4 separate regions of the Mus musculus genome follow, and regions 2, 3 and 4 are each linked to region 1. Evidence: chromatin contacts called from public Hi-C, HiChIP or PLAC-seq and promoter capture Hi-C data. All regions are on one chromosome and are shown on one strand. Each heading gives the region's core, a stretch centred on a gene start, on an enhancer-like site or on the middle of the called end of the contact. The rest is flanking DNA. Distances are from core to core; before and after follow the strand shown.

Region 1 (5,843 bases), core at 1,678-4,177:
ATAAGTGGCCAGAGGGAAGTGGATACGAGGGTAGGGTACCAGGTTGGTCTGGAATTCTGTCAGATCAACATTCAGGGCCCCATCAAATCTGAGGGAAGCAGTGATGGAAGACACAATTTGACCTATCAACCTGTTTAGGTTAGTGTAGGTTGGGCGCTCAATGTCGAGGTTTCTACGACAGATATCATAGATGGCCTCATTGTCTACCATGAAGGCACAATCAGAGTGCTCCAGGGTGGTGTGGGTGGTGAGGATGGAATTGTAGGGCTCAACCACAGCAGTGGAAACCTGGGGGGCTGGGTAAATGGAGAACTCCAGCTTGGACTTCTTTCCGTAATCCACAGAGAGCCGCTCCATCAGCAGGGAGGTGAAGCCAGAGCCAGTTCCCCCGCCAAAGCTGTGGAAAACCAAGAAGCCCTGGAGACCTGTGCACTGGTCAGCCTGTGGGAGAAAAGGAAATGTAATGTTTTATTAGGAGGGCATACTCTTAGCACTATTTGCAATTCCTTTAGATTGGGAGCCATATTTGCTTGATAGAAAAGACTTGACAGATTCTGACAGATACCAAGACACCCTCCCACTGCATTTTAAACCCATCCATATATGGCATTTACCAGCTTGCGAATCCTGTCCAGGACAAGGTCAATGATCTCCTTGCCAATGGTGTAGTGGCCACGAGCATAGTTATTGGCAGCATCCTCCTTGCCTGTGATGAGCTGCTCAGGGTGGAAGAGCTGGCGGTAGGTGCCGGTGCGAACTTCATCTGCAAAGGGAGAAGACGTCAGCCATCGGCCACCGAGGACACACACAAGCTCACTCACCCTTCTGGGTCTGGAGAGAGATTCTGAGTATGTGACCAAGAAGGAATGCCTGGGGAAGCCCCCAGCCAGCTTACCGATGACCGTGGGTTCCAGGTCTACGAACACTGCCCGGGGCACATGCTTGCCAGCTCCTGTCTCACTGAAGAAGGTGTTGAAGGAGTCATCTCCTCCCCCAATGGTCTTGTCACTTGGCATCTGGCCATCAGGCTGGATGCCATGTTCCAGGCAGTAGAGCTCCCAGCAGGCATTGCCGATCTGGACACCAGCCTGGCCAACATGGATGGAGATGCACTCACGCTGTGGAAAGAGGGAAAAAAATTATAAAATTAAGCTGTTATAATATTAAGCTGTATTTCTATTTTAGATCTTAATAGATTTCTAAAGTGTTTCTAAAAATAGAAATATTGTTGAAATTTATTTGGAGTCACATCCCTAATAACAGGAACAATGAGGAGTACTCACTACAAACACCAAAAGTGGGTGTGGCCTAGATGTCACCTTAATACTGCTTAAGACATGGTGCAAACCCATTGTTTCCAAAGCCTTGCTTGAATAGAACAGCTTTCATATTTGAAAAATATTTAAAGCATAGATTCTGTAAAACAAAATAATTATCCATAATAATACTAATTGCTTCTTTACCCGATAAGTAAGGATGAAGTTTTCATCCTATAGGACCTGGTATTTCATCATGGACATCTGCAGTGCGGCTGGGGCCAACAGCCACACCCTTCTGTGGACCCCATCAGTACTCTGGCTAGGCTACATAATAAAGAGTCTCACACTATAGGACCTTCTATTTCAACACTGACATCTGCAGTGCGGCTGAGGCCAGGAGCCACACCCTTCTGCAGACAGACCCCATCAGTACTTTGGCTAGTCGACAAGCTAGACAAAGTCTGATTTCTGCATTGCCACGTTCTCTGTGCCTGGTGCTAGCCTGTGCTGTTACATTATTTAACAGAGAAAGCTCTATTTCCAGCAGCTGTCTATGCGATCTCTTTGTGCTGCTTTCATGGTCCCTCCTAACCCTGGCTGGGGCCATTAGCCTGAATTAATGAATTAGTGCACATTTATTAGAACAAAAGATGGTTGGGTGCAGAGTATAATTTTTTTCTTTGCAGAAAATCCATTGTTTTTTGAAGGTTTTCCACTGTATGGAATGGAAATATTCTTAAAGCAGGCTAAGTTAGAAACAATGAGCGCCAACATTTTTTAAAAAAACAAGTGAAAAGATAGCTAAATTTAAAAGTAGAAAATAATATTTTTATCCTATGAATCTCTACATACCACTAATATTTCATTCTATAGAGATACACGTCTGTTGTGGAGGGACTACTTTCATTGTCTGCGGGGGTGGGGGGCGGGGAAGGGCGTTTCCCTGGGTTCTGACCATCAGCGTACTCTAGGATTCACAAAGTGGGCTTTGTCATTCCCCAACCATCCAGCTCCCCTCCCCCCTCAGCGAGATGTCCCCGTTAAGCAAATCGTATTTTTGACAGCCCTGCAGACGAAACATCCCATGACTACAGTTCCACAACGATTTTTTTTAAAGTAAAAATAAAAATAATTAAAAAAAAAAAAACCGCTCGGAAGAGGCTTAGTGAGAACCAACCCCTCCCAAAACGCCACGGAAGCAAGAGACAAACAACCCCGCCCCTGCGCCTCCCTGACAGCGGCTGCCATGGATCCGACGCAAACTAAACATTTTCCTAGCGAAGTGGGGCGGTGTTTCTGGAGTTCGGGCTCGGCCGCCGCCCCTGCCCTCCTACAGCAGCGGACCCTCGATCCCCCACCCGTCCCCGGCGGTCCCCGTGGTCCCCTGCAGTCCCTGGCTCTGCCAGCGCTAGCTCATCGGCGCTGCCTTTGTTCTTCCCGGTCTGGGCGTTTCCGTGTCCCGCACTGCGGCGGCGGGACTCAAAGACTAAGATAAACTTAAAGCATGGAGACCACCCTTTCCCCGCAGAGGTGACCAAAGCCTTAGACGTTTCCTTGCAGATCTGGGGCGACTGACACCCACCCTCTATCTACCGAGAGCCGGGGAAGGCTTGCTCACCATGGTTGCTGCTTCGCGGCTGCCGGGTGGATGGCGGAGGCGAGGAGGAGGTGTTGCTTCTTACAGCGCGACTCTTAGGCGGTCGATGTAAGAGAACCTGCGGCACTTGGGCGGATGCGGCTCCTTATATACAGCTCTGTCACCATGGGGATGGGCCAGGGCCTTTTCCTGTTGGTCCAGACCCCTCTGTCTGCCCAGAGAAGCCGCGACAGGAGAGTGGTGATTGGTGCAAGCGACATGGTATGAGGTAATCTCTCCCCCACCCCTTCCCCCTAGCATCCGTAGACTTTGCATCCTTCAGACAAAGGCCGTGCAAAGGCAGCTAGCCGAGCATCCATTATGGGGTGGAGTTGGGGAGGGGTGGAAAGGGAAGAAAGAAAACTGGGGTTGGATGATTATACGTAGTTTAAACCTTAAACTGTATTTAAAAATCATCTAAGGTTTTTCCCAACACTTAATCACAGAATTTATGTTTAGAATCTTTTTGGAAAATTCCAGCTTTTCATTTTTAATATACTGAATTTAATTACGTTCTGTCAGAATTCAACATCTCTATTTGCTTTAAAAAGTAGCAGAAGATACGGGGGTGGTCAAAAAGGCGTGGCTGAATGTTTAGTTTCATAGTTATTGTATTATTGTTATTCTTTATTATTATTTGAGCAAAAGTCAGTACGAGTAGACCACGCCTGTGACCTCAACAGCACCTGGGAGTCAGAGGCAGGAAGACTTGCAGCTCAAGGTCATCTTAACTGGCCTTAGTGGTTTATTCCTGTGTATCCCAGCACTGGGAAGCCGGGGATTGCAGCTAATTTGTGCCCACCCTGGATATATAGTGTGATATCCTGTCTCAAAAACCAAAAGAAAAAGAAAGAAAGAAAGAAAGAAAGAAAGAAAGAAAGAAAGAAGAGAAGAGAGAAATAATATACAAAGTAGTACTTAATACTAGAGAGCTTTCTTTCTTTAGCTGTAATTCTCTCCCATCACCCCTCCGTGCCCGCCCCCCTACCCCACCCTACCTCACCCCAGAGCCTGTGTTATTTTGTCCCTAGAAATGAGCCATCCTTTCTAATATGGAATTCAGAAACTGTAAGGAGAAAGAATTGAGTTTAAAAACTAGCTCTTTGTGTGGGCTTGTATTTCTCCAGTCTTTTTTTTTTTTTTGGAGGGGGAGGGGTGATATCAAGTAAAAAATAACTGAGATGCCAAATTAAAAAGAGGAGCGTTTTATAATATAAAAGGAAACCATTTTGTGATGTTTTCATCCCCAGACAACTGTGCAGTGCCAGCCCTGCTGCAGTTTTATGTAGTTCCCTGAATTCTGTAAATAGCCCCTTCCGCAGCTGGGCTTCTGACTGTGGGAACTGTAGCTGCTCTCCCCAAGGCTGCTCAGCCAGAGACTGTGGTCCTTGCTCAATTGCCCCTTGGGACAAAAATGCCTTGCTTTCACTCCTAGGAAATAGATTACAGTGGCACTCTCTTGCTATGTAGAAAGGCTCCGTTGTCAGCAAGGAAGATCTCTATATAGTGAGTCTCCGAGCTGCGGACCACTGATAATTTGCAGGATGAAATTTTAGAGGAAAAGAGATATTTGTTTGGGCACCGAGCTAAAAATGTGGATTTTGACAGATGGCTTCCCTTTCAGTAGCAGAGTCTTGGTCGCCCGCAGCTCTGTTTGCGAGCCCTGTGGAGTCCATTCATTCCGGCTGGGCTCCCAAGGCGCAGGGCGCTGGTGTGGGAGGGAGAGCCTTGGGAACACAGCAGCTGCAGGTTGTGAGCTAACAATGGTGGCCATGAGTTCTTCTAGCCTGAGGTCCACAGCTCTGCCTTTCTTGTTTAAATTTATCGTAAAAGTCTTTTCTAAAGAAAAACAAAACAAAACAAATCAATATAACCCACAAACAAAGAATTGTCTACTTCTTGCATATTTCCTAGGAAAAACAACCCCCTCATCTTCATTATTTTATAGCAGAGGGAAGAGAGATGACTTGACTACCTCTAACATGTAAGTATATCAGCAAGAACAAGAACTAAATGGTGTCAGCGCTCTCTCAGAGAAGGCCACACCCATGTGCTCCGATATTGTTCTGATCACTTCTCTCTTAACTCTTATGTTTAGAATTGATAGTAATGAATAAATCCCAACTGTGCTTCATTAAAAAAAAAAAAAATTAAACAGCGGAGAGAACATAAGGATTGACAAATAGCTTGTTGAAAAGATCGTCACAATTAAAAACTATTTCATTTGTGCATGTATTGTGCAGGTGTGCATGTGTATTTGAGGGTGTGTGTGTGTGTGTGTGTGTGTGTGTGTGTGTATGTGTGTGTGTGTTTGTCTTTGGAGGCCAGAGGACAACTACAGGAGCAGATTCTCTTCTTTCACCGTGGGAGTTCCAGGGACAAACCTCACCTTCTCAGCCGTGGTAGCAAGTGCCTTTACCAGCTAAGCCTCCCCTCCTTCCATCAAATAATAATAATAATAATAATAATAATAAAGCATACACTACAGAGCCACGATGAAGTATAACACAATTTTTTTTCAAGTATGGCGATTCATTTCTATTTCTTGATAATACAAAAAGATGAGAAATGTCTTCTGTTCTTTTGTTTTACAGGGGATTAAAAGGAGGATTCTTTGTCACACCACTCAGAGCCATTCTGTCCCTTATGCAAATGAGAGGCTTTTTTTTCTCACCCCTTGAGCATAAATAACTTAAGATCTAGGTCAGAAATAGACTATTCGCTTAAACACCGAAATCCTACATATATGAATAGAGACCAGTAGGGGGATGTTAGTCCGTTCTTTTTGTCCCTTACCTGATTTAATAGAATACAAACTATGGGGGGAACAAAACCCCATATTTTTGTTTACATGTTGCTAGCTCTTAATTTTACTGTTAACCTCTTTACTTACATCAACAAGCAGGTATATAATAGTGCGTGCTGCTAACAGGTCCGTTCTGTGCACA
Region 2 (5,843 bases), core at 2,164-4,663, 500 kb after region 1:
TGCCTCTGACTCCTAAATCTAAATGCTGGGATTAAGGGCACGAGCCACTATGCCCAGCTCAGTTTTCCCGTTCCCCCCACCCCCACCCCACCCCCTTTCTTTCTGTTTTTCAAGACAGGGTTTCTCTGTGTAGCCCCAGCTCTCCTGAAACTCACTCCATAGACCAGGTTGGCTTTGAACTCAGAGATCTGCCTGCCTCTGCCTCCAGAGTGGTGGGGTTAAAGGCATGCACCACCATCGCCTGGCCAGTTTCCCCATTTTGACTTGAAGGTGGGCCTCCAGACTAGATTTTCTCTCGGATTCCTTCCAGCCCGTGGAAGCTCTATGTTGTTTTGATGCAGTGGCAGATCTTGGGTTGATTTACATAAATTTGCATGTTCAATCAAAAAAAAAAAAAAAAAACACCACCACCAACAACCTACCAAACCCAAACTACAAGTATAGAAAATCCAATCAGTCCATTATTGCAGCCAGACAGGCTGGAGGAGCTTGCCAGGTTCAGGCAAGGGGCTGTCACGGCAGACAGGGGTAGCAAAGGTACTTGGGGGAGGGGCCGCAGGGGTGAGGAGATCCTGCTCTGAGAGATAGATACAGCTCTGGGGACTCTGTGTCTACACACCAGAGCCCCTCACCCTTCACTCAGGTTGTCCTTTCTCCTTCACAGGGCCTCGGGCTGCCCGCCTCAGAGCCATTCCTCAAGATGGAATTGCTGTTTCTGCCTAGCAACAGCTGCACCCTTTGCTCTCACAGGGACTCCACCAATAACTGCTTTCTGGGAAACTGACTTCCCTGGGAGTTTCCACTATCCATTTAGAGGGCTTCACACCAGTGAGGGAGGTTTCTTAGGGTTTCACCTACAAGCCCTCTGTTGATGCTTCACTCACACAGGCTGGCAGGGCTGGGGCTAAAGGGCTCCCCGGACCTAGGGAAGCTGAGAGTGAAGGACATTGCAGGAGAATGTGCCTCACATCCCGGAGCCTCTTTAAGTACCACCATCTCCTTCATCTGGGAGCCCAAGGACGAAAACAAATGAGAACATGGAGCTGTTTGGTTCTTGGGCTGGGAAGCAAGCCCTGACCTGGAGCACTAGAGTCCCGAGAAAGCCCTACCTCAGAGGTAAGGGGGCTGGGCAAAGCAGGGCAGGGGCAGCTTCCCCCTGTTGCTTGGAGGTACAGAGGTGCAGTGTGTGGAGACAGCAGGTAGGATGGGCAACAGCAGTGGGGCCCTCCTTGCCTTCTTCCCACAAGAGGGTGGATGAATGTGCTGGCCTCCCTGGCTTGGATCCTAAAACAAGTCCCAACAGCTGAGATGCAAACTGTCTGCTGGGAATCTGCCTACCCTGCTGGCCCTTGGCTGCCTCCTCCTCTCTCAAACCCTCCCCAAAGACCCAACTCAAAGACTGGCCCAGTCATGATGTCTCACCTTGATGGGTGGGCCGAACCTGAGCCAGCAGGAGTTCATACCCCAAGGCACCGGGGTGAGCAGAAAAGGCCTATTCACGGGCGGAACAAAGTTCTGTTTTTCTCAATCCAAAATGCTAACCCTAATAAACTGTAGCCCAGCAGTTTAGCTCTCTTAACAGAGCCAGCCTGCTGGAGGACCCTTCACCCCTCACCCCTCGAGTCACCACCTCTGTGCATGTTTGTGTGTGTGTGTGTGTGTGTGTGTGTGTGTGTGTGTATGTGTGTGTGTGTATGGGAGGTTTAGATCTTTCTGGTCCTACTGCTGAGCTCTGAAGATGAAGGAAACTATGCTCAATAGAAGCAAACCATCTTGCTCAAGGTCACAGCGCAGGCTGCAAGACCAGGGCCCAGGGCTCTTGACTCTGGCCATCCTGACAGCAACTCAGTGCACATACACGAATATTCTCTGCCATGTGGTGGAGTGCATCCCTTCTCTGAAGCCCGACTCTTCCAAAGGCTAGAGCTGGAGAATACTGTACAGCCAAAGACACCTTAGGTAGACCACAGGTGCTGGAAACAAAACCAAACAATCTATGTGGGAATACAAGGAACTCTGCTCACACACTAGGGATGGGTTTTAAAAATCTGAGAGCCAGGTTTTCAGGCCAGATTGGGAGGGGGGGGGGTCCTGTAAGATTGAAGAGGGTCTACAACAAAGCAATTGTACAATGCTCACTTCCCCTCAGAGGCCTGAGCACACAATAGTGAGAGACTCCTTCCCCATGGTTCCTCAAACCAGTCCTGATTGCCGGCCTCTGTCTCCAACCACTTCCTCTGGCTGACAATTGTGTTTAAGCAGGAGGGCCCACTGGAGAACGGGAGAGTTGGCGGAGAGGGAAATCAAAGATTGCCTCCAAACCTAAGGAAGCCTTCAAGCCTAAAACCTCCAGCTCCTGAGGAAGGCGGTCTTTAAAAAGCAGCTGTTGGGCAGGCTGGGTGGGTTCATGTGAGCCCTCTGGAAAACCAGGCTTAGGAGATGAAGGCCTTCTGTGCCCTTGGGACAGCGCCAAGGCTAGAGAGACAAGAGGGGCCTTCCGCCCAGGATATAAAAAGAGGGAGTTGGGGTCCCAACTGCCGCTCTCCTGGGCCTGCTAAACCAAGGGAATGTCAGGCACAAATAAATTCTCTGCATTCTTTTCAGCACCCCAGCCCAAACCCAGAAACCTTTTCAGTCGGGGCTGCCCTGTCCCTTACTCCAGCCCAACCCATCTCCTTCGCTCAGCCTCTATTCAGCATGCAGGTTGTCGGGTTCCCTTCTTCCCACAGCCCCTCAGAGCCTCAGCAGGGTGGTTCCCAAGACCCGGTCACTCCGCCTTTCCCCGCCTCCCCCACGCCCTACAGCCCCGGGCCACAGGGACTGGAAGGAGTGCGAAGGGGTGCCCCGGGCTGCAGTCTGCGCCTGCGCTTTGGGGAGAGCCCCCTCCCTCCGCAACCCAGCACCGCTAAACGCTACCGGGACCGTGGGATACGGGGAGGGTGGGATGCGCAGTGGGGGCAAGGTCAGTGCTTTCAAAGAGGGAGGGACACCCGCCACCGGAACATCCCCCCACTCCCGAAAGTTTCCCTTCCGGGGCCACCGAGTGTGCGCGAGGATGGCGCAGGGGGCGGGAGGGGGTGGGGTGGGGGGGTGGACAAAGTCACAACAGGACCCCTCCTGGGAGAGTGCAGCGCGAGGGACCGGCAGGCGTCGAGGTGTGGGCCGGAAGCCTCGCTCGCTGCCCCTTCCAGCCAAAGCTGCCACGAGAGCCTTTCACTCCACACTCCGCGGCCCCCACCCGGGGCGTGCGGCCCCCCACCTCTCAGCCCGTTAAATGCCAAACAGGCCTGAACTTACCGAAATCAGGTGCTGAGCTCGACTGGCTTGGTCCACAGGGTCCATGGCCGCATCTCGGGGGCGGGAGGGCGAGGGGGGTGCAGGAAAAGGGGGGTACCGGAGCCACCTCTTGATGTCAAGGCTTTAAAGGGGCCAATGAGCCCCGCCCCTCGCCCAGACCCCGCCTCCCTCCTCCCGCTCAGCCAATCCACGCTCAGCCTGGGTGCCTGCCCCTCCCAGCTCTATCCAGATGTTCCCAGGACGAGAGCTAAGTCTGCCCGGCCGGCGCGCGCCGCTTCCGCCCGAGTGGGCAGGGCCTCCCCTCCCCTCCCCCCTGCGGAGAAACACTCTTCCTCAGGCCGGAGCTGACCTGCAAAGCCTTCGCGGTGCTCCCGGTGCTCCTGGTGCTGGGGATCGGGATGCCAGGCCCGGCCGAGTGGGACTGGAGCCGGGGCATTTAGAACAGAGAAAACTAAGTAGGTTTGCGCGGGCCCACGGGCATGCGCGTCTGCTTCCGTGGGTCTGGGCGTGCACGTGTATGTGGTTGAGAGCGTGTTTGTAATTTGCTGCATACGTGTTAGGTGCAAATCTACAGGAAGAGGCTTGAGTGTCTCCTTGGCCTGAAATGCACCCGCCTCTCTTTTCCATCTCTAGGTCGGGGACCTCCCAGAAATCTGGAAACTGGAAGCGAGGAACAGGCACATGTGTAGAAAGCAGTGCTGGTTTAAGAAGCAAGGCAGACCCAGGCGTGGTTGCTCATGAGAAATCCTCGCACTTGTGAGGCAGAGGCAGGTAGATCTGTAGTGCAGAAAAAAGAGACTGTGGTTGGTTTTTAGCTACTTTCTGTCAGGGAAGAAGAAAGTACAGTCCAGTCACTTCACTAACCGGGAGGAAACAAGCTAACTCTTGCAGGCCTTTGCAACTTAAGAGCTCAGTACGGTTGTCCTTGGTCTGTTTGTTGTTACTGATTGGTTGAGACAGGATCTCTAACTCTGGCTAGCCAGGAACTCATGATATAGGCCTGGCTGACCTTGAACTTGTCATGATCCTATAGCTTCTGTCTCCATTTTGGTCCTTAAACACTTCCTTGCCCTTCGGTGGATACCTTATAATCCTCAGCTATATGCACTGTATTAACTGGCCTGGATGCGCACACAGGGGAATTCAGAGGTATCTTTGGACACTTTGTATATTTTATTAATATTGCTTCTCTCTTAGGTGTACAAATGAGACTTAAAGCAAAATTAGTCCAGTAAAAGAACGGGTGCCCTACAAGAATGTAGGGTGGTCAGGTTGGCTGGGATGCATTTAAGGGGTCCTCTCTGAAGAAGGCATTTTAGAGTGGGAGTCTAAAGATGGAGAACTTGAGTAGGACCCAGGCAGGAATAAAGACAAGTGATTGGCAAGAAGCTAATTACCAGAGTGGGATAGCAAGCAAATCCTCTTTTGTAGGGGGGGGGGGGCAATGCAAGAGGTTTTATCTGGAAAACAGAATGAGCATTTATATAAGGGAGTCATTTTGGATTAAACAACAACAACAGAAGAAGAAGAAGAAGAAGAAGAACAACAACAACAACAACAACAACAACAACAACAACAACAACCACCACCACCACCACCACCTCCGGTCTCGCTGTGCAATTCAGGCAGACTTCCAACGCTCTGCCCCCCAGTGTCAGGACACAGGTGTCATGTACTGGGTGTCAGGACCGCAGGTGTGCCACCAGGCCTAGAGCATGCATGCACACACCAAGCATGCACTCTGGTGCCGAGCCAAATCCACAGCCTTCCACTCCCTCTTCATCTTGTTTCTTGATGTTCTTTGAGGGTGCCTTTGGACACTACAGGACTGATTAATCCTTGGCCAGTCATCCCGTATTTACGGAATAGGGATTAATGTGCTGACCCCGGGGGGATAACAATAATTAGACACAATCTCCCCTCAAAGGGTTTTGAAGCCCAACACAAATGATGTATCTGCGGTTCTTGCGTCTTGGGATGGAAATCTTAAGTCCGTCAGGTATTTCTAACTATTTTAAATGTTTTGCAGGTGACTGAATTTTTGGAAGCAAATGACATCTAGATTGGTTGGGTTTTTGTTTTGTTTTGTTTTGTTTGTTTGTTTGGTTGGTTGGTTGATCGAGACTGAGTGTACTGGAATTCTCTCTAGACCATGCTGGCCTCGAACTCAGAGATCTACCTGCCTTTGCCTCTCTCCTGAGTGCTGGGATTGAAGGTGCGCGCCATTGCCCGGCTTAGAGTGTTTGTTTTATGTTTTGTTTTGTCTCTTTCATGTGCTCACCCTTATTTAGTAGGCACAGACAGAGCATTTGTCCATGGCCTTGCCCTCCTGGCTGGCCCTGGAGCACTTGCTATTTTGATAGGCTTCAGGCTTCAGCTGTGAAGCTGTAGCAGCGCTCCACGGTTATTTTCTTGGGTGAGGCTTGCTACGTTTTGACTCGGTTTTACTAATCAATTTATTAAAAGTCTGAAGCCCCAAGATTGATTATTCTCCATTCTTAGTCTGCATCACTAATGACATCCTTCCCTTGTTTGTAATAAGATGA
Region 3 (5,843 bases), core at 1,667-4,166, 390 kb before region 1:
ATAAAGGCTAATTGGAACTATGGGAGCTAAGGGCAAAAAAAAAAAAAAAAAAAAAAAAGTCAAAATGACTAATCTAATCACCCAAAATTCGGAGACTTTACTACAGATCAAGAGTTCCCTGTCACTCCTGAACCTGCCTGCCAATTTCCTACATTATAGGAATTATATCTAGCTTCACAGTTTCTCTTCAGTTTGTTAGCATCAAAACAAGACAACTCAAAATGTATTATCTGGGCTGGAGATGGCTCAGTAGTTTTGTTCCCAGTGCCCACTTAGGTGGCTCACAGCACCTAGGTAACTCCAGCTCCAAGGAATTCAATGTCCTCACCTAGCCTCTGAGGGCACTCACACACTCTTACCATTCCCTAACCCAAACACAGGCAAAAATAAAGCCAAGTCCTTTTTTATCCTAAATTTGAAACATGTTTTCTTAAAGACTTTTAAAAATGTTGCAAAACCTAACTTACATTTGTCTTCTTACTCGGAAAGCTATATTTAAATCATGGTTTCTTTTCTAACTTTAAAATAACGAGCCCTAAATTCTAAAATTAAAATCATAGTTCAATAACAACGACCAATCATAAAGTAGGCAGCTACACTCAAACCCAAAGGGATTTCACCATAGAAAATTATACTTACATATCGATGAAACTGTGTAAAAGACTGAATCATGTAGAATCGGTGCATGTATACTATAGCAGTATTGATCGTCAGTTGTGAGCTGAAGTGCTCGAGTTAAGGTTCAGAAGCAGACAATATAATCTCCCCCCAAAGTAACAAATGGCCAAGCTAAACAGATGATCCCACAGGGGAGTAAAACTTAACTCTTCCAACCCAACAGCAGATTCGTTTCCTTCTCTAATGAAATTAACTGCCAATTGACAACATGTGCTCTACCTAACGGGTACTTAATATGAACTTACTGACTGAATAAACAAAACAAGTAGCAAGTTGTAAATCAGTACAAACAAAGCTGCATACGACCTCAGGCTTCCTGTCCTGTCACTTGCCTTCTGCAAAGACGATCCTTTAGCTCAGGACAACTTCATCACATTTACTTTTGGCCATAGCATGAGTATGGTGGTCAGAGGGCAACTTGCAGGAGTCGGTTATCTTCCCACCCGAGTCCCAGGGATGGAATTCAGGCTACCAGGCTTGACGAGAAGTGCCTTTACCCGCTGGGCCATTCTGTCAGGCCAAGAATAACTTTAAAATTTTAAAGTGTATCAGCATTTGCCTGATTCTATGTATGTGCACCAAGGGCATGTCTGGTGCCCACAGAGGTCAGAAGAGGGCATGAGATTACCCTACAACTGCAGCTATAGACGACTGTGGGCTGCCATATAGGCCCTGCCTAAACAGTAAGTGCTTGTAACTGCTGAGCCATCTCTCTAGCCCCACAAAAAATAACTTTTTAAGGATATTTACCAGGCCTTCCCTTACTAGGCTCTTGGAACTTTTCTCTCTCTCACCTTCTTAAACTTCAATAATTAAGTTTTCCAGTTCTACTTTCTTTTGGGGGGGGGCGTGGGGGAGGTGAGGAGGTGGGTGGGCAGTGTTCAAGGCAGGGTTTTTCTATGAATCCTTGACTGTCCTAAAACGTGCTGTGTAGACCAGGCTGGCATCAGAAGTAGAGATCTGCTCACCTCCCCATCCTGAGCAATGGGATTCAAGGTACGCACCACCACACCCTGCTTAGTTCTGATTCCTTCAGGAAATATTACATGACCTCTGAAGTATAAAACCTTTGAAACCATTTGATAGTCATCCACTGAAAATAAACCCCTGCCTTCCTTTGTACGGGTACCATTCCAACCTCCCCAAAACGTAAGAGTACTTATTCCCACAGACCTCAGCAACAGTCTGCATAGAAGTGACAATATGATGGCGGCAAGCTTAAACACACATTTAAAAGGTGCCGTAAACACAGACAGAAACTCAGAGAGGTTTGATCGTGCACTGACCAAATGCTTGGGAAACTGGATTTCAATAGGAGACAACTGGCAATAAAGAGAACACCTATACAACATACAACCTTCAGACTTAAAAACACTAGAGACCTAAACTCTGCACTTTTTTTTCTTTCTTGGAGACAGGGTCTTACATGGAAATTCTGGCCTGCTTCTACTTCTCCAAAGCTCAGATCAAAGGCACAGGACACCAGGCCTAGCCCTCAGCATCACTCTTAAATAAATGCTACATAAGTGGAAGTAAAATAAAAAAAAGAAAAAGAAAAAAAATATATATATATATGGACAACGGAAAGAACTTTAAAACTATTAGTTTTGCCACAAGACTGTATTTTCATAAGAAAAACTGGGAGGGGGGAAATCACTAAACTACATTACCTCTAAATTTTGAAACCTAATGAATAAACTATCACTAGTGCCCAAAGAAGCAAGGACTTAATATTCTGAAAACTACTTTAAGCATACCAACTTGTATATCCCCTCCCCCCAAACCTAAGTTGACATCTTTTTTTCCTCTTAAATTCCATGAAACAGCTACTAGAACGTTTGAATATCAAGCGTGGTGGCAGACATTGGGACATTTTGTTTTAAACGAGAATCTGACAGGTTAGCCAGCTAGTGAGAGAAACGGGCTTGGAACCAAAACTGGGGCAGCAATTCCAGACCACCTTCATAAGTCCTTTGCGTACAGAATTTCCCGAAACCCTTTTTATACACTTTGGGGAGGCAGAGTCGATAGCGAAACGTCCTAAACGGAGCCTTAGGTCACAGCAGAAAGAAGACTCTCAAAAGCCACTAAAACAGGGCAGAATCCAGAGGACGGGGGCTGGGAAGGAGCAGCGAAAACACAAAGACAGGAGAGGTACGAGTCGGCAGCCCGGCCGGTGGCACCGGTGAGCGAGCGGGAAATTGACTCCGCCTCACTTCCCTCGCGCGAACAGTGGCTCGGCCAGCGAGCGCCATTGTGGGTTCTCCCAACTTAGACGCCCAGCTCCTGCCACCACCCCACCCGCTTCTGTCCCCACCAGCGTCGCCGGCCCGGACGTCGAAGCATGGCCGGACGCACTCCGAGGCCGATGGCCTAGGCCGAAAGGATACACGTTCAGACGTTGTCCCATGTCCTGGAGGAGATTGGCCGCCTGCTGGCGGTAAGAGAGTTCTTTATCGGAGTCCACGCCAAAGCGACGCGACGGGCTGTTCTCCAGCTGCTCGCGAGTAAAATACCACCGCTTGTTGTTGTTCTTCCTCTCTCCCTCCATAGTGCTTCAACCAAGAGGCAGCGGCGGGGGCTGCGAGCACTTCCCAGCGTCACCGGAGCGGCGACACACATCCGCCGTGCCGAGACTACTGCGACGTGACGAACTTCCTCCAAGGGGCGACCACCGAGGTTGTGACACACTTCCGCCCAGAAAGCCGAAGATTCCAGCGCCGACTTCCGGAATGACCCCTCCGACACCCCGTAGACGAATCCACAGCCAGTCCGCGGCTAAGAACGGACCGGCGGCCGGGACGCAGGATCCGGTCGTGTGACCGCCAGGTGGGCGGGACTATCTGACGTCGTTCTTTAAAGGTCTCGTCTTTCCGCGCGAGAACTGCGGTAAGGGGGCCTCACCGGCGGGCCTCTAGTTAACGCTCGCTGCGCTTGGCTGGGTAGTTTCCGAGGACGTGCGTGATGGAGGCCCCTTTGTAACACCGGGCTTACGGAAAAAGTGGCAGGGGAAATAGGCGAGACTCTCAGAAAACCGAGAAAGGACGAGACAGTGAGTGGCCCTGCCCCGTGCAGAAACGCGAAAGCCACTAAAAGGTTCCTGGGTTCTTAGCTCCGGCATGGAGAACTCCGGCGCGTTTGGAAACCGCTCTCCTATTTTGTAGCAGCCTTTCCTCCCGTTTCACTGCGGCCAATCATCTGGAAGGAATAAAATCAACGCCACTGAGCTTCGTTTGAGTGTTTGGGGGGGGGGGGTAAAGGGGCCTTTTTTTAAAGATTTATTTATCTTCATTTATGTATATGAGTACTCTGTAGTGGTCTTTAGACAACAGAATTGGGCATCGGATCCCATTACAGATGGTTGTGAGACACCATGTGGTTGCTGAGAATTGAACTCAGGACCTCTGGAAGAGTAGTCAGTGCCCCTACCCGCTGAGCCATCTCTCCAGCCCCGGGTAAAGGGGTCTTTTTCTCTCTTTCCTTTCTTATTTTTGTCATCCCTGGAGCTCAGAGGGGCGTCGGGTTTTGCCCGAGTGCTGGGATTAAAGGCTTGCACCACCACCCCGCCACGCTCAAGGACACCACCGATCGTTTATCGTTTAGGTCTGGAGGCCTTTTTTCTTTTGCATTCTTTTCTCTTTGTCAGTGAAGGCGATAAGCTTGCAGGCTCAGATTCCAAACATCCAGTCAGGGAGGGCCCAAGGTTATGCAAGCTCCCCTGCGCGTCAGGTCAGTAGTTCTAGGAAACCCACCCCGTAGGGAAAGGTTATCAAGCGAAGGAGATCAGGAGATAATTTGTGTCCTGCATTGGGGAGGATTATCAGAAGAAGGAGATCAAGAGATAATTTGTGCTCTGGCCTCACTCCCAGGTCCACTTTGTGAGGTTGTAAAAAGCAAGCTGGGGCCGATGTCCGCCTCAGCCTCCTGGCTGCACCAGGGTGTCTCTGTCCCCGGGCCTCGGTCGCTGCCTTGAACTCGGTATTGATGTTCACACAATCCCAAACTCTAGATCTTTTGTTTACCAAGAGCCCACTGTATCCACCCACTAGCAAGGGGATTGGCAATCAATCTTGAAGATTTGGGGTCTATTTTTTTCGCCAGAAGTCCTCTGGGAAATGTGTCTGCATAAATGAGGGTCCCCTCGAGGTGGCTTAGCAGGTAGGAGAGGCTGCTGTCAACTCTGGTGTGAATTCAATCCCCGAGAACCCCCCCCCCCCATCATAGATCGAGGAGAACTGACTCTAGCCAGTTATCCCCTGACGACCTCAAGTGCCCCAAGGCTAAATAGTTTAGAAGCCCAAAAGTATCCTAGGATCTGCTCATGGATGAATCAAAACTGCCTCTACCATGTGGAAAGTTACCACCAGCACCATGTGGAAATTTTCTAAGTTCAAGGCCTCTGTTAAGTCGCAGCCCCGCTCCAGCTTTCCAACCTGAGCGGGATATTTACCTGGGATACATAACAAGAGCCAGGACTACATAGAGAGATCCTGTCTCCAAAAAAAATAAATTATATATATAAAAAAAGAAGTTCCCATGTTTTATGTATGTCACTGTCTCTTTTTTCAGTTTTTTCCTCTCATATACACCCCAACTGCAGTTTCTCCTCCCAGTCTTCCCCAGCCTCCCCTCTCCAAGATTCCTTCTTCAGGGAGTTTTTTTAATTTAAAAACTTGAGTGTATATACATGTGCTGTGCATACACAACATAGCTTTCACATGCCTCAGTGTAAGGCTAGACATCAGAGGATAATTCTAGAGCGTCCTTTCTACCACAGGACCATGTTTACCAAAGATTAAACATGGGTCATCAGGCTCAACTCAGACACCTTTACTCAACCGAGCCATCTCACACACCCTCAAAGCCTTTTGAGATAGGATTTTCACTGTAACAGCCCTAGCTGTCCTGCAGGCAGGCAGATCTCTGAGTTTGAGGACCAGCCTGGTCTACTTCATGAGTTCCAAGACACGGTAAAACCCTGTCTCAAAAGGGGAGGGCTTGGGAGGATGCTGATAGATAGGGAATGCCACCTGGCTACCGTACACAGCAGCTCACTACAGCTGTGCTTACCTGCACCAGTCAGGCCAGTGAAGAGTCCAGCAAGGACAGGACAGGGGTGATGGCTGCTGAGGGGAAAGTGACCACTGGCCAGTTGCCCATGACCC
Region 4 (5,843 bases), core at 1,993-4,492, 270 kb after region 1:
GATGTGGTCCCGAGGGTGGAATCCAGCACTTCATGCAGGCAAGGCAACCACTTAGTGACTTAGCCCTTAAAACAGTCTTCATGGGGATCATGTTACAAACAAAGAGACCCCTGCAGACACAGCCCAGAGCTGGCTGATTCCAGACTTCCCCACCATATGGCTGAAAGCCAGGCTCCATTGGGCCAGGGACCTCCTGAAAGGTTCAGAGAGTGGGCAGAGAGGAGGAGCCCCTGGGTCTTGTTCCTCGACAGCCACCTGTTCCCACCCCCCTGCACACAGCGTCTTACTCCGCCTGCGCTCTGGGGTTGGGAGGAGAGCTTTCTCCATCTTTTGTGTCTTGAGCAGTTTTTTCCTTGCTCTGATCATCTCTGCTCTCTCTCCTTGTTCCTTTTTGTAGATAATACTCCCACGGGCCTCCCACAGTAGCTCCAAACCGCAGCCTCCTGAGTTTCTTCTTGTTGACAAAGGTTTTGAGCTGTCTCTGAGTAGGGCTCCCCCTCAGCTTCTCCCCTCCCCAAACCTTACAAGGAGGGCCCAGAATGAGTCCGGAGTTGGGGGAAAGAGAGCCAATTTCAGGGGGGAAAGCAGCCCTGAGGCCTGATGTTCCCTTTTCAACACTCCCCCACCTCCTCCTCCCTGGCTCCTAATCACATGTCCCCTACCCCCACTCCAGTCCCTTCGTGTGTAAGTGTATCTTAGGGATGGTGGAAGGAGTGGGTTAGAAATTAATCACTAAGAGCCAAGGAAATCCATGTAAACAAATAAGTGCCAGACCCGAACAGATCTGAGAGGCTGGTATAGGTGGAAAGAAGATGTTTGAATGTGTCATTCATTTAAACAGAATGGCCACGCCACAGGGAAAGACCCGCCCACCTTATGAGTACTTAGATATGTTGAGGGGTTGAAGGACTGCAATTTCATTCTGGGATAAGAGTAGTCCCAACGCTGTGCATGCCGCCGGCACAAGCCTCTAATCCGAGCACTCGAGGCAGGGGCAGAATGAGTGCTAGACTGCCAGGGCTACACAGAGAAACCCTGTTTGGGAAGAAGAAGACAGGGGAAAAAAAGAAAGACAGGGAGGAAAAGAAAGAAGGAAAGAAAGAAAGAAAGAAAGAAAGAAAGAAAGAAAGAAAGAAAGAAAGAAAGAAAAGAAAAGAAAGAGTGGTTCTAGCATAGCATCCAGTACCTAACCAGGCTTACCAAAATAGTGACCGGAATGGCGCTAATACAAGCAGTGTGTCTCAGACAAGGTCCATGACCTTCGTGTTTTCACTGGTGAATAGGAACGGCTTCCGTGTTAAATTAGCAGGGGAATCCGAGAAGAGCACTTATTCAGCACAGAGCCCTCCTTGCCTCGGGAAATACGAAGTTCAGTCATTCCCAACCCCAACTACTCCGCCCGATTTAAACCCAGGTCTCTAGCTTCCCTGACCTCCGCAAGCCAGCCCAGGTCAGTCCAGGTCACTGATCTGGAAGCCTAAACATGACCTCGAGGATATAGTTTGGACCCGTTAGACCTGACCACCCCAGAGGACCAGTGATGTCTATGCAACTCAGGTGTTTTGGGAGCAGGGACTGTTGTAGATGGAACCCCGACTTTGTCCTCTTCTCTCTCTCTCTCTCTCTCTCTCTCTCTCTCTCTCTCCTTCCTTCCTTTTTCTTCTCCCTTTGTGAAATAACTACCCCGGGGCGTTTCTCAAGATCCCTCTGAGACTCAAAATCAGACAATAAACATTTGCATGAAGCAAGTGCCGCACATTCACTGTCCTGGGTATATATGCCTCCTTATTTCTTCCTCAGAACCCACAGGGGTAGTTATTATTATTTCCATTCCACGGATGAAGAGAACTGAATCACAGAAATGTTAGTAAGTTGTCTTACAAGAAAAGGATTATCTCCTGGACAGCGAGTTCAGAGCAGTACTTAAACCCGGCTCGGCTAGCCGAGTTCTGCAGATGACGCTTTCAACAACAGCCTCGCCCTGGCTTAAAGTGAGCTTTAAAATATTCCTCTGTTTAGCGGGATGCTATCTAACTCCTGGAAAGAAGGTTGCTGCGAGGACTGGAGGGGTTACTCTTTAGCCCTGACCCATCAGGAGTCGGGAACCATATCTGCGGACATTTCAGGCTCGCCTGGGAGCTGGATTTCAGGGTGCAGCAGACTGGGAGGGGGGGACTTCCTCCCTTTCTTCCCAAAGCTCCTGTTCATTTAAATACAGGTGCCTTGAGCTTGGGCTTTACTAGCTGCTGACGGGTAGTTGGAGCAGGGTATACTCCTCTTTCCGACGCTGGTGGCAGTGGGTGTGTCTCCTGCAGGGGAGCAGTGCTGAGCTCCGGCTTCTTCCATTGGAGAGCAAATTGCAGTTTTGGCCCCGGCGGCTTCTCTGGGCGCGGGCGGCAGCCGCGCTCACTGGCAAATCGTAGGAGGGAGGAGGAGCGGCGCTGGCAGGAGAGGCCGCGGGGACGGTCGCGGCGCGCGGGGACAGGGACAGGAGACGGCCGTCCGCCCCTGCTTTCCGCCTCCTCGCTGGAGGTGCGGGCTCCGGGGAGAATCGAACTCCGCGACTAAAGGGGGGGGGGGGCTAGCCAAGCACACACAGGGTTCCTGGACCAGCCTCTGACCCTCCCGCGGCGACAGAAACTTGAGGAAATGCGTGGGGCGAGCGGAGGGCTTGGAGTTCACTTTCCCAATGCGCCCTCTGCGCTCCGGGGTCTCGCCCAAGGCATCTGGACCTCACTCTAGCCTCAGGTTTCCTCAGCTCCTGCTTCCACTTTTCAGGGGAGCCGAGCCGCATCCGGGAAAGGCTTGACTGAACCCGGGGGGAAAAACAGGTTCAGAAGCCTCCCTTTTAGAGAACTCTGCATAGTCAGCGCTCCCCGGGGGCCCCAAACCTTCAACTACTGGACGTTCCCCGCCACCTAGTCGCCAGTTCCCGTTCTCATGACATTATTCTCGTTCCGAAACACATCTACAACACACTCACACACGCTCACGCCCCCAAGCCTTCCTCTGATCCCTCTGCAGGAGAGAGAAGCCCGAGGCTGTCAGGCTGAGCCCACCCGGCCCGGGTTCTCGCCTTAGGGAGTCTGGCAGCGCTAGGGGGCGGCAGCCTTCCCTGCCCCCACCAAGGTCCCAGGGGAGGGGGATCCCTCCGCAGGAGGCCTGTCTCTTTAAGGAGGCGGCCCTGACTGGGTGTGCCCCGTCTCCATGGTTACCCCGGTGCAGGCGGCGGTGCGGGAGGTAGGCTGCCGCTTCTCCCCGACAGACGGAGGGAGCTGCGGGGACCCGGCGCTGAGCCGAGCCCAAGCGGGAGCCACCCCGCTTGCAGAAACAGGAGCCGCGGGCGGACCAAAGGTGCAGAGTGCGCGGTGGCCGCGGGGCCTGCAGCCCGGAATCCGTGGGCGGCGAGGGGTCGCGCGCGCGCCATGCGCCCAGCCCCGACGGTGCGGACGCCCCCTTGTGCGCCGGCAGCTGCTGGGGCCTGCGAGCCTGGGCCGGGCATAGCCCCCCGACGGCTACTCTAGGGGGCGCGGGGCCCGGCGGGGGGCGGCCGAGCCAGGCGCCCTCCCCCGGCGCTGAGTCCCCGCGCCCCGGAGGGATGGGGCGGGCGGCCCCCGCCGCCTAAGATGCCGGCCATGCGGGGGCTCCTGGCGCCGCAGAACACCTTCCTGGACACCATCGCCACCCGCTTCGACGGGACGCGTGAGTCAGGCCCTAGCTCCCTAGCTTCCGGGCAGTAATCCACTGTCGGAACTGCCACCTGCTGCTTGGTGCCCACCAGCCATCCCCTTCCTCACCCCTCTTGAAGCTAGGGCCATTCTCTCCTTCCAGTAAGTGAAGGTTTCCCGGAGGTTTTCAGGGTCAATACTGTAAGATGTCCCTAGGTGCGGGACCGGGATGAGTCAATCTGATCCAGCCTGTCTTATCCTCAGACCTGGCGCGGTTGCAAAGGCCGAGTCGGGTGAAGCGCGGAACCAGTCCTGGTGGACAGCGCAGAGGGCTCACAGAGCCCAGATTTAGAAATAAGATTTGCAAAGGAAGGTAGAGTAGGCGGGATTCAGCAGAGAACTGTGTCTGCAAGCGTATCGCACAGTCTAAACCCGTCGCTTGGAATGCCCACCCGGCCCCAAAGAAGCTGAGCTCCTCTGAGCTCGGGAGACTCACATCCGGACTGGGGAAGTTTGGAAAAGGCAACTTGAGCTTCCAGATTCTGAGTTCCTCTGGCTCTGAACACAGGGAAGTCGTGAAAACAGGGTCCCTCCCCCTCTCGCTCCAGTGGGGCTTCCCAGTTCTGACAAGCGTTCTCCCTCCTGTTGTAGACAGCCTGTAGGAACTCATCACAGAGCTCCCCCACCCCCCAGGCTTCTCCATCTGCTTTGGGCTTGAAGCCTGCTGATTCAGCACCCCTCACTCCCCAATACATTCTTGGCTCCAGGCTCTGTTGTTCAACCACTATCCACACACCGCCATTCTTGATGGCGTTCAATAGTCCCTGAGCCAGGGTGTGCAGCGAACGGGGCATCGGATGCATGGTGGCCTGCTTCCCAGACCAAGCGGTTCTCCGTGGGAGGAGCCACACAGCCAGCCTAGTTATCTAGTTAAGGGATGAACCTGGCAGAAGCCGAGGTGGGCCCAGAGCAGGTGGTACAGTCTTTTGGAAATCTCCAGCCCCACCCCTTACTCAGACTGCTCAGGACACTGCACAGCAGTGCCTACACAGGACTGCGTTCAGCAGTCCGCACTGACATGGTCCTCTCATGCACTCCTATGCATTCAGCTGGGGACCCTCCCTTGAGGACACCGATACCCAGGTGTGCATGCTAAGCCTCATTCATGAACCGGTCATGACCAGCATACACAGCTTCCTTTGGGGACGAAACCCCACGCTTTGGTGGGGTTTGCAAGTAGTTTGAGAAGCGGGGCTGGTAGGTGAAGGTGCCCTTCGCATTCTCTTGCAGACAGCAACTTCGTGCTGGGCAACGCCCAGGTGGCGGGGCTCTTCCCTGTGGTCTACTGCTCCGATGGCTTCTGTGACCTCACGGGTTTCTCCAGAGCTGAGGTCATGCAGCGGGGCTGTGCCTGCTCCTTCCTCTATGGGCCAGACACCAGTGAGCTGGTCCGCCAACAGATCCGAAAGGCCCTAGATGAGCACAAAGAATTCAAGGCTGAACTGATCCTGTACCGGAAGAGTGGTAAGGCACCGTGGCACCAATTTACCTTCAGTGTCACTATGCTGGACAGGGCATCCATCCTCTCACTATCTCTCTTCTTTTCTCTTCCTATCTTCCAATGTACCCATCCACCCTTCTACCCCTTTCTCTGCCTCTACCTCTTGTCCTGGGCTCCTCCTCCTCTGCTGGTCTCAGCCTCCACTCGCTTCCAATCTCCAGTTTCTCATATTCAGAAGGGGGAGGGGAGCCACCCCATGTCAGTGTGTCTGACAGTCGTGTCTGACAGTCATGTCTGCTCCCCTCGCTCCCCGAAGCCTTGTCCTGAGTGAGCCCACACTGCTGCTCTCTCCCCAGGAAGCTCCGTTTCTGCTAGCTTCTTACCAGGGACCGTCCAAGGGGTTCTTAACTTAGGCAGGGCAAGGTAAGAACGGAAGGCAGCTAAGTCTGTCTCTTTGCCTAGGGCTTCCATTCTGGTGTCTCCTGGATGTGATACCTATAAAAAATGAGAAGGGGGAGGTGGCCCTCTTCCTGGTCTCTCACAAGGACATCAGCGAGACCAAGAACCGAGGAGGCCCTGACAACTGGAAGGAGAGAGGTGGGTGCTCTGGCTCCTTGATTTAGAAGCAGAGATTTGGGCTCAGGCTCAGGGGTGTCTGTGACACTCAGTGTGGG

The links. Hi-C and Micro-C count contacts between places; a contact is called where the count stands out from the background. HiChIP or PLAC-seq counts read pairs in DNA pulled down with a chosen protein or histone mark. Capture Hi-C pulls out chosen DNA fragments and counts their contacts.
Region 2: a contact with region 1 is called in a promoter capture Hi-C map of adipose tissue. The contact joins the promoter of Nckap5l here to the promoter of Tuba1a in region 1. A contact is called at or near these places in 2 of 115 datasets of contacts at active chromatin or transcription factors (bone marrow-derived macrophages and pancreatic cancer cells) and 1 of 9 other capture datasets (adipose tissue).
Region 3: a FOXA1 HiChIP or PLAC-seq map of pancreatic cancer cells shows a contact between it and region 1. The contact joins the promoter of 9330020H09Rik here to the promoter of Tuba1a in region 1. A contact is called at or near these places in 1 of 39 promoter capture datasets (erythroid cells), 1 of 115 datasets of contacts at active chromatin or transcription factors (pancreatic cancer cells) and 1 of 9 other capture datasets (liver).
Region 4: a Hi-C map of forebrain shows a contact between it and region 1, with 6 times the contacts expected there. The contact joins the promoter of Kcnh3 here to the promoter of Tuba1a in region 1. A contact is called at or near these places in 1 of 484 Hi-C or Micro-C datasets (forebrain) and 2 of 115 datasets of contacts at active chromatin or transcription factors (microglia and pancreatic cancer cells).

The regions. Positions count from the first base shown.
Region 1 is chr15:98,950,574-98,956,416 of GRCm38.p6, forward strand. Tuba1a (tubulin, alpha 1A) reads right to left here and starts at 2,928. Exons shown (of 4, transcript NM_011653.2): 1 at 2,878-2,928; 2 at 896-1,118; 3 at 615-763; 4 at 1-441. The coding sequence starts at 2,880. B430209F14Rik (a long non-coding RNA gene) reads left to right here and starts at 4,760. Exons shown (of 4, transcript XR_875650.3): 1 at 4,760-4,879.
Region 2 is chr15:99,454,335-99,460,177 of GRCm38.p6, forward strand. Nckap5l (NCK-associated protein 5-like) reads right to left here and starts at 3,414. Exons shown (of 13, transcript NM_001001884.1): 1 at 3,298-3,414.
Region 3 is chr15:98,564,408-98,570,250 of GRCm38.p6, forward strand. It overlaps 9330020H09Rik (RIKEN cDNA 9330020H09 gene), which reads left to right and starts at 2,917. Exons shown (of 2, transcript NR_028442.1): 1 at 2,917-3,118; 2 at 3,232-5,843. Ccnt1 (cyclin T1) reads right to left here and starts at 3,329. Exons shown (of 9, transcript NM_009833.2): 1 at 3,069-3,329; 2 at 640-721. The coding sequence starts at 3,229.
Region 4 is chr15:99,221,350-99,227,192 of GRCm38.p6, forward strand. It overlaps Kcnh3 (potassium voltage-gated channel, subfamily H (eag-related), member 3), which reads left to right and starts at 3,243. Exons shown (of 15, transcript NM_010601.4): 1 at 3,243-3,702; 2 at 4,959-5,192; 3 at 5,632-5,766. The coding sequence starts at 3,627. It overlaps Gm46538 (a long non-coding RNA gene), which reads right to left and starts at 4,524. Exons shown (of 3, transcript XR_001781769.2): 1 at 3,798-4,524.